2 separate regions of the Mus musculus genome follow, and region 1 is linked to region 2. A link is a contact called in public Hi-C data. All regions are on one chromosome and are shown on one strand. The core of a region is the stretch at or near the end of the contact, and the rest is flanking DNA. Distances in the headings are between cores, read along the strand shown.

Region 1 (5,200 bases), core at 1,989-4,488, 150 kb before region 2:
TGTGCAAACAAATGAATTCAATGAAAACCATTGCTGTAGTCAGCAGGGGTAGTACGGGTAGAAACAAACTATAAAATGCTTTTCAGATTAAATCTGACATCCCAGAGAACAATGAATGGTTTGTAAAGAATGTTTGAAAAGGTAGAGCTAACAGTGTCAATATTTGCTGAGTCTTTTCATGCTGCTGTATGTTGAGCATTGTAATTCATAAGCTTGCAGTCTTTTTAGAAAGTACCCTATGTTTTTGGAAATAGGCTGTGGCCTCAGGAAATGAGGTGTGCTGCACTGGGCCAGATAGATGTTATGCCTTAGAACTGGGAAAATCTTTAGGGCAATCTATCCAATGTATTGTTTGTTAGTTTGAGACAAGGTCCCATTTTGTATCTCTCTGACTGGTCTGGAACTCACTGTGTAGACCAGGCTGACCTTGAACACAGGGAGATCTGTCAGCCTCTCCCTGTCAAGCTTAGATTAAAGGCATACATACATACCACTACACCTGGCTTGCCTAGTGTTTTGAAGTTTTTAACAGAGGTACTCATTCTTGGAAGCTGGGTGTGGTGGTTCAGGCCAGTATCTCAGCTGCTTCAGAGGCCGAGGCAGAAGGATTCGCAAGTTCAAAGACCAACCTGGGAAACCTGGTGAGGCCTCATCTCAAGGGCTGAGACTGGCTGTGGAGATAGCTCAGTTGCTAAAATGTTTGTCTTTCAAGCATGAGGACCTGAGTTCAACCCTTCACCCTCCCCAAAGCTGGAAAGGTAAAGTCTCAGAGGCTGGCCGGCCACACTATGTAGTACCCTGTAGCTCCAGGGCAGCGGGAGACTTTGTCAAATGAACAAAGTGTTTGCAGGACAAACTGAGGTGGTCTACCGGCCTGCACATGCAAGCACACAAACACACATATACACCTGTGCACATGAATGCACATACAAACACACATGTACAACATACATGCACAACACACACATAAGCACGACATACACACATGCACACCACATACACACGCCAATGCATACCACACACACATGCACACCACAGACACACACAGCACACGTGCATGCACATGCACACGCACACACACACTCGCAAGTTCGTGCTAGAGATGTAACTCAGTAGTAGAGCACTTGCTAAACATGCACAAGACCCTGACTGATCTCCACTGTGAAAAAAAAAATCAAACTATAACAAGAGAAGAGGCTCTTGTGAACAAGTCACAGGGAAGAGGTGCCAGGGGTGAGTGCTGGGAGACTGAATGGGTGTGAACAGCAGCAGCTGGCTGCCTCTCTGCTTCCTCAGTCCTTGGCTAACATGTACAGCTTTAGACCCTAGCAGAGACTGACTGTCTCCAAATTTGACACAGTTCTGTTTTGTAGGAGGGAGATTTGAATGGCCTTCTTTCTATAGGACATTCATCCACTTTCTGTCCAGCCAACAGTGACCCAGGTCTTGAGTTACATGACTTGATGACAGTGACTCTGCAGGCCTGGCAGGAGTGTGTCTAAAGCATGGGACCGTAGGAACCCACTCCAAACGTGGTTATGCTACCCAATGTTCAAAAAAGGCAAATGTGAGGTGAACAGAGGTGTGTGGGAAAGGAAGTATCCTGGTGCCATTTCTGTTGCAGTGAGGAGAAAGGGTTTATTTAGTTTTCAGACCCCAAGTAACAGCCCATCATTGGTAAGAAATCAACGCCAGAACTTCACACAGCCAGTCATATATCACCCACAGTCAAGAATGGAGAGAAATAAATGTATATATTCTTGCTTTCTTGTTTGTTCCTGCTAGGTTTCTCTATTAGTATACAGTTTAGGAACCTCTGCCTAGGAATGGTGTCGCCCACAGTGGGCTGGGTCTTCCTGCATAGATTAAGACAATGTCCCACAAACAGGACAACCCGACGCACACAGTCCCCCACTGAGACTCCTTCCAGATGATTCTAGGTTGTTCCAAGTTGACAATCAAAGCTGGCCACCATAGGGAATGAGGCTTGAAGTCCTGCCCTACCGGGTCGCATATTTAGGCCTCAGAGCTGACTTTGGATCTCCTGGATCTTGCCCTGCTTCCTGTTTCCTCAGGCGAGGCCACCTCCTCAGAGATACAAGAGCGTCAGGACTTGAACCGTTAGGCATCCCCTCCCTCCTCATTCCTCTCTCAGTTACCTAAACATAGGACTGCTGAGTTCTAAGTCTTCTGTGGTGTGTGTGTATTGTGTGCAGGTGTGCTTGTGTACATGCATGTGTGTCCTTGTATATATGAAGGCCAGAGATCCATGTTGAGTGTCTTCTGTTCCTCTTCACCTTATTTTTCTAGAATATCACCAAGCCTGGAGCTCACTGTTCAGCTACACTGGCATCCCAGGAGCCCCTCTTGTCCTCTGCCTCCTTAGCACCAGGATGTTCACATAACACCATGCCATGCTCTCCCACCCCCACTTTCTCAAAATGGGTTCTGGGGACCTGAACTCGTGCTTGCGCAGCAAGGAATTCACCCACTGAGATATCATCTCATCCCATTCCTTTCAGTTTGAGACAGAGTTACCTGGTTCAGGCTGGCCTTGAACTTGTGACCAACATCTTCCTACCTATGGGACCAGAGAGATGGCTCAGCACTTGAAAGGGCTGGCTGCCTTTCCAGAGGACCTGAAACCATTTCCAGCACCTATACAACAGCTCACACTTGTCTGTTACTCCAGTTTCAGGGGATCTGATGCCTTCTCCCTATCATCATGAGCAGTAGGAGTACACGGTCATGGTGCACAGATATACATACTCAAAAAATACCCATGACATAAAAGTAAAGGAAGAGATTCCTCTTTGTACTCGGATCATAGGTGTGTTGTCTCATGCCCAGCTGAGACGGTGGCTTTTGTACTGATTCTTACAGAGATGTCTCCTTGTGTGCTGATGTTCCCAGCAAGCACTTGTGAGTTTGCTTGCCTGAATGCATGGAATTGATTAGACACTGTGCACATGCCCGGATGTATACATCTCTGATTATATTGCCAGGGATTGGCATTTACCGAACAGTTCAGAGCTCTAGGCTGGGGGTGCTTCTGAGTCCCTAGGTAAAGTCCCAACCCTTTTTTCTCTCCAGGTAGCTCAGGCTGGCACAGACATCCTGCACTGGCTCACTGGGCCACTTGATGGCAGTGTGAGAATTGAGAAAAGAGGCTCTTGTCTTGCAAATCTTAGCAGCTCTCTCCCAGTGGCCACTTCTACCTCTGCAGCCACCCAAGCCAAACAGAAAGCTCTCTGCTCAGTCTACCGCTGTGCCCTGCCCCTTGGCCAGATCCAGGCCTCCACTCACAAGCTCTCCGCTCTCCCCTTTCCTGCCCCAAGCTGACAGCAGTCCCTCCTGGTTTTACTTCAGATTTTTGTGTTTTAATTTTAATGTAATTTTTTTTTTTTTTTGAGACCCGATCTAACTCTGTAGACCAGGCTGACTTTGAACTCGCAGAGATCCGCCTGTCTCTGCCGCCCAAGTGCTGGGGCGATACACATGTGCCACCGCCTTCGGCTCTTTGTTTTTAAAGTGTTGTCATCTGTGTGTTTCAGAGTCCCTGGGAAGAGGAGCAGAAAATATTATAAGAGCTGGTGGCTTTAGAACAAAAGCAGAAGTGCCTGAAATCCTTCTGGCCAGGGAGGTTGTTTTCTGGAAGAAGGAAATGGCAGAGAGGGCAGAGGAAAGGCAGAGGTTGGGGGGCCAGATCATATGGGGGTCACTACAGGAGGGTGGGGGGGCAGGGTGTGGGGACCTGCTGCTCCATTGTTGGGGAATCTGACACTGGGTTGCATCTTAAAGGCTGTCAGTTCTTGCCTCCCAGCTCTGGTGACAAAACCCTGCTGGAAGGGTTAAGGGCATCAGCACAAGGGCTGGCCTCTGGTTTGTAAACTGGCCTACCAGCCTCCCTCCCTCCCTCCCTCCCTCCCTCCCTCCCTCCCTCCCTCCCTCCCTCCCTCCCTCCCTCCCTCCCTCCCTCCCTCCCTCCTTCCCTCCTTCCCTTCCTACCTGCCTGCTTGCCTGCCTTTTGTTTCTTTTCTGAGACAGGGTTGGTTTCATGTAGCCCAGGCTATCACTAAACTCCTGATCTCTCTTCTTCCACCTTCTGAATGCAGGGATGATAGGTACCTACCATCACACTTGACTAGTTTCTTCCTCCCATAGGCAGATGGGATGGCCAGGCATGCTAGGAGGCTGAGGCAAATGAATTGTAAAGGGTTAGCTTAGGCTACACAGTGAGTTCAAGGGCCAGCCTGGTTTTAAGAGTGAGGCCCGGTCTCAGCCATCACCTCCACCCTCACAAGAGAGATGCGTGTGAGAAGGCCGAGGGAATCCACAAGTTGCCCACATCTTTCTCCCAAGACTTAGGCTGACAGCACTGCCCTCCCACCTAAGGAGATCGCAAGGAGATAGGCTGTGGCTCCTAAGGAATTTGCTGTGGGAAAAAATATTTCTCCAAACGATGACCAGGAAATATTGTCCTGACCAAGGTTGCTGCATGTGCTATCTTGGAAGCATGAGCTGAGGACTGAGTGCTATGTGATCTTCAACAGGGCCCAGTTCTCAGGCTCAGAACAGCCACCCCACACAGGCCACTAAGACCTCACTATCTCCCTTGGTTTACATTGCCATGCTCTCCTGTAGGACAGCCTTGACCTTGAGCAGGACCTAGGCTGGCTGGCTCAGCCTGTATGGAGGTGGGAGGCCACTCTCTGCTGACTCAGACCTGGCCTAGGGCAAGTTCATGCCTCCAGCCTGTGAGTAACACACTGGTGTTTCAGCTTCAAAGGCCTTCCCAGGATTAACCAATTAGTCACCCAGGAGAGCCACAGTGCGGGTTACTGTTGTCTTCACTAGGCTGGAACTGAGGGAGGGAGGGAGTAGGATCTCACTGCAGAGCAGCAGCAGCAATGAGGTGTAGGGTGTCCCACAGCGTGGGAGGGACAGGATGAGGCAAGATGGAGTTGGAGCTGATCACTGAATGAGAGTGAGAGACCTGGGGGAAGTCTCCGGGTCGGGGAGTGGGGGTTCTGGAGAGTCATGGTTCCATGCAAGGAACATCCTTCTTGGGACTGGGGAGATGGCTCAGCAGGTAAAGTGTTTGCTATGTTAGCTTAAGGACCTGAGTTCAGATCTTCCACAGATTACAGATCTTCCACACCCATATAAAAAGCTGGGCTTGTTGGGTCACATGCCTGTG
Region 2 (4,713 bases), core at 2,028-4,527:
GTTTCCCATGGAAAGGTGATTGACCGTTTTGCTACATTTGATTGTCCAGTTCAAAAGAGTCCCAGCATTTGTGACCAGTCTGGTTTTATTTTGTTACGGTGACAAATATTAAAACCACCTGACCGCCACTGTGGAAGAAAAAGAGATCAAACTTAGGGGAGACTTAACATTTAATGTCACAGTTCATCCTTGGCAGAGCCAGGGCAGGAACTCAGGAGCTTGAAGCAGAAACTATGGAGAAGGGCTTTCTGGCTCTCACTGGTTCATGCTTAACTAGCTTTCCCATACATCCTTGTCTCATCTGCCTGAGGAATGGTGCCACCCACAGTGGGCTTAGCTAGCTTTCCCATACAACCATATGCCTGAGGTGTGCCACACGCAGTGGGACGGGCCATCCTACATCAATTTATAATCAAGATATATCTCAAAGATATGCCTACAGACAATGTAATCTCAGCATGGAGGCCTCCCCTCTCAGAATACTCTAAGCTGTCAAGTTGATCATTAGATGGACCAGGACGGTGGCTGAAGAGGGCCATCTACCTGGGATGCATCAAGAGAAGCACAATGGGAGCTAACTGACCAGGTGAAGGGCACTTCCTGCAAGTCTGGCTTGGAGTCACCACTGTACCCCCTATCAATCCAGGGGTTAATACCCTCTTCATGTTCACAGACGCACAATTCTATCAGGAAGGCACCCCCCCCCACACACACACACACAACCATCCAAAGGTGGAAAAGTCAGACCAGTATTCGAGAAGCACTCTTCAGGTGTTCCCACACTGCCTGCAGAATGGTCTGATGTGGAAGACACAAGCTGAGATGAACTCTGAGTTCCAACATCCAGGCAAGTGGGGCGGGGTTGTGCATTGGCGGATTCTTCGAGCTCACGCCTGGGTATGATTCCAGAGCTCTTTGTACTATTTAACCCCTCCCCTCCCTAAGGCATGGAGAGATTGTAGTCCCTGTCTGAAGCTATCTCATCTGGAGGAGATCAGGTCAAGTTGATCGTTGATCTCATGGGAGTTTTTTTTTGGGGGGGGTCAACTGTCATTGTAAATATTTTCTCTCTGATTTTGCAACGCTGGGCAGTTAGTTACCGGGGCTGTAGAGTGCAGATAAGTTTGTGGAAGGGAAACCGCCCACCTCACCAATTGCCATGAGCAATTTCTGAATGCCTCTTAGCTTCAGTGGTCACACACCAGAGGTGAAGGTCAAGGCTGTGCTGTGGATTAGACCAGTTTCATTTTTTCCCAAAATCTCAAAAACAAACAAAACAAAACAAAACAAAAAAAGGACAAGCTAGAGGCATACATAATAAGGTCTAGAGATGAAGCGGTACAGTGGTGTGATAGCCCTCAGGCCCCTCCCTTCCCCAGCAGAGGGCCCTGGTGGCCTCTGAGAAGATGAACTAGGGTAGAATCATACTGAGAAGGCAGTAGCAGTGGGCTAGGCCCCAGGAGTCCCACTTTATTCCATACACAGTACTAGGCAAAGAGAGCTCCAGGACACCGGCAGGAGGAGCTGGAGGAAAAGCAGGTTGATTCTGTACTGGGCAGGGAACCTCATGCTCTACTCTGGGCTAGCCTACCCTCTCTAGCTATGCAGAGCACCTGGAAGAGGACAATAGGAATTACATCCCATAGTTCCCAGAGAGGGAAAGTGCTGCCCCACCAGAGCTGTGGCCTCTCTGGAGGTAGCCTGGCTGTGTGCAAGCTCAGAAGGGGACAGGAGACTGTCCTTGAGGTCAGGGCTGGAACGAGAACTGATAGATTGTTTTGGAAAGTTGTGATATACCTGCCCATGGCCTGCATGAAGTACCCAATACCCATGAGTCTTATTCTAGCATCCTGGCTCTCTGTGTTTTCCACACCCCTGAGAAGCCAATCAACACAGATGGCTCTGATGTTCCATAGGATGCCTGTTTGGATATCTGACTGGGGCTTCTGAGCCGCAATTGGCCCATCCTATTCCTAGGCCTCGGTGGGACTAGGGACCTAAATGACATCTCTGTCAGCTAGGGACCTAAATGACATCCCTGGCTTTTAACACCTTGAGGTCTTGCTTGCTTCCAAGTCCTCCACCATCTGCCACCTCACATTGCTCTTCTTAGCTTGTCTACTTCATGAACTTCCCAAAGATTCTCGGAAGTAGAACGCAAGGTGACAATGCCAAGGTGTGCCACCAACGTGTCACTGAACCTGCGTCACCTATACCTGTCAGCCTCCACCTAATCATTTGAAAATGTCGTGTCAGTTTCTATATTCCATATTTCACAGACTTAATGATTTGATACCCATGAGGTTCCCCAAATGACCACCATTCCTTGCTATGATCCAGTCCTTAGGACACACTGAAGATGCTCAATGGGTGAGATCATATATGTCTGTAGTATCAACCCTCGGGAGATGGAGGCAAGAGTTTGAGACCAGTTTCAGCTGTATAATTTGACCTTATCTCAAAAAAAAAAATGGGAAAGGCTTGAGATATAGCTCAGTGGTAAGGCACCTGTTAAACATGGGCAGCTGGCTATCTTTCACAAAACAGGACAGAACAAAACCCAGTTGTCCCAATAGTTTCTCATGGCTGTTTATTTGAAAGCAAGTTCATGGTCAGATTCCACTGAAGGCTTGGGGTCAGTTTTCCTGGGGCACTCCCTGCACGTGGCTCTGGCTTCTTATGTATGCCCTTGTAATCCAGTTTTATGGTTTATTTATTTGGTTAGCTCTTTCTGAGTCTCTACCCCGAGTCAGGTCTCACCCAAGACCTGGGACTCCAGAGATGGCTGAGAACTACTTGGTTGCCAGAAGAGCATTTTATTCTAAGTGCCCTTGATTGCGTAGAGCAGACCTGTCACTCCTCTGGAGAATGGGCCTTCTAAAGTAAGTGTAACCTCTCTGGTCTCCATGGCAGCAAACCCGATGGCATGAGTCTCTTAGTGCCATCATAGAAGAAATTTTATCTCTGCCCCTTAAAAACCTTAGGTCCTACGAGTTTGAATCCCTTGTGGGACCAGAGGGATTTCAACACAGGTCAGACGGTAGACCAGATGACCTTTGACACTCACCATGACACTGCAGTTTGGATGTTTAGGACTGGCTTACAGCAGGATCAACTTTGCCCTCCAGTTTTTTTTTCCCCCTAGGCTTATTGATATTTCTGGTCGAAGTCCACCAACTGGCATGATCTGACTGGCAGGGATTTATATGGCTTGAAAGTAGGGCACGGTTTCTTGCCGTTACATTTTACGGCTTGGCTGGGGCAGGAGGCCTGCCCTCCTCTCTCCAGTTTAATGTGTCATCGAGTGAGGCAGTTGAAGGAGGGCTGGGCATGGCAGGGTGGCACAGTCTCTGCCCCTTGCCTTGATTTCTCACCTGACTAGCAATCTTGCCATCTCTAAGGTTATTTTCAAAGGCATAATTTATATGTTACAGTGTGAGCAGGTAAGAAAACATGGCTTGGGCAAGGGAAATTCAGCTTCATGACTTATTTGTTCAATGAAGTTTTTTTTTTGAAACTCTGCCCTGGGTTAGACCTCGCCTGAGATCTAGGAATCCAAAACCCACCCTGCTGGCCAGAAGATCGCCACTGAATTACAGAGTCACACCGTTAGTACCACAACGGGAGAACACCCAGTGTTCCAGGGGACAGAAAGGCATCCATCTCATATAGCTAGGGAGCTAGGGTGCTCCCTGGAAGAGGTGACCTCTGCCCCATATCTTGAAGGATACATAGACGTTTTCTGGAAGAAGAGGTAGGAACACGGCCAACACGTTCCCAGAGACAGGTCAGGTAACACACACTCTGCATGGGACTTTAAAAAAAAATAATGTTCCATGGAAGTTAACCAATTTGTCCAAGGGCAAGATGATGTAGAGGGGTCATCACACACTCTCTGGGGAGACACCCAACTCATTATGGCCCTAGATAATGCTCATCTTCTACTAGGTAAGGAAATGTTCCCATCAGATGTAGAAGGGCTACACTTGTACCACTGTCCACGTGTGAAGATCAGGAATCAACCTTCAGGAGTTGGTTCTCTTCTTCCCCTGAGTGGGTGTCAGGGATTGAACTCAGGTCCTCAGGCTTAGAGGCAAGCACCTTTGCCTGCTGAGACATCCCAACACGACTTTCTGTAATTCTTACAAAGGCTATGTCGGTGAAGAAGGTAGTGACAGGCACCGTGTTTCTAACTAGTGGGTGAGGGGGCTCCAGGGAGGGAGAACAAAGCGTTCACCATGCTAAGGAGAAAGCCAACCTTCTCTGGCTCTGTCTCTGGTGACTGACAGGTATGCTTCTAGCATTTTCCTTTGGCTGAGTCTCAGTTTCCCCGTCTGCCTGTGTTATCAAAGCTCAGGCTTTAAAGGCCTGCACATGAAGCCATGTGTGTGTGTGTGTGTGTATGTGTGTGTTCTCATGTGAAGACTCTAGATAGGCAGGGTTGAAAAAACAAAGGGAGGAGAGATGAGGAAAGTATTGTGAGGACAGGAGAGGGTGATGGAATTCATGTGGTGTGAGAGCAGGAGAGGCTCTCTGGGGAAAGGAAAGTGCCAGACAGATGGGGCAGGCAGCAGAGCGGCAAATAGGAACGAAATATAAGCTGGATATGACAGCACATGCCTCTGATCCCAGCACTCTGGACATGGGAGCAGGAGGATCAGAAGTTCTAGGTCATCCGTTGCTACAAGAGTTCATGGCCAACCTGAGCGACAT

What was found. Hi-C and Micro-C count contacts between places; a contact is called where the count stands out from the background.
Region 1: a contact with region 2 is called in a Hi-C map of liver, with 3 times the contacts expected there. The contact joins two enhancer-like sites. A contact is called at or near these places in 2 of 15 datasets of contacts at CTCF or cohesin (the NIH/3T3 cell line and large pre-B cells), 10 of 484 Hi-C or Micro-C datasets (B cells, the G1E-ER4 cell line, LSK cells and 6 more) and 6 of 115 datasets of contacts at active chromatin or transcription factors (the HPC-7 cell line, bone marrow-derived dendritic cells, heart atrium and 3 more).

Annotation. Positions count from the first base shown.
Region 1 is chr8:126,919,024-126,924,223 of GRCm38.p6, reverse strand. No RefSeq gene overlaps it. Among named protein-coding and RNA genes, the nearest start is that of Gm31718, 13 kb to the right of the region's middle. Within about 2 kb of position 3,238, at least 202 of the 459 cell types and tissues checked have an H3K27ac peak or open chromatin away from gene starts, as enhancers often do. A contact at or near this core is called in liver and pancreatic cancer cells, where this site is marked.
Region 2 is chr8:126,773,470-126,778,182 of GRCm38.p6, reverse strand. No RefSeq gene overlaps it. Among named protein-coding and RNA genes, the nearest start is that of Gm45805, 17 kb to the right of the region's middle. Within about 2 kb of position 3,277, at least 25 of the 459 cell types and tissues checked have an H3K27ac peak or open chromatin away from gene starts, as enhancers often do. A contact at or near this core is called in liver and pancreatic cancer cells, where this site is marked.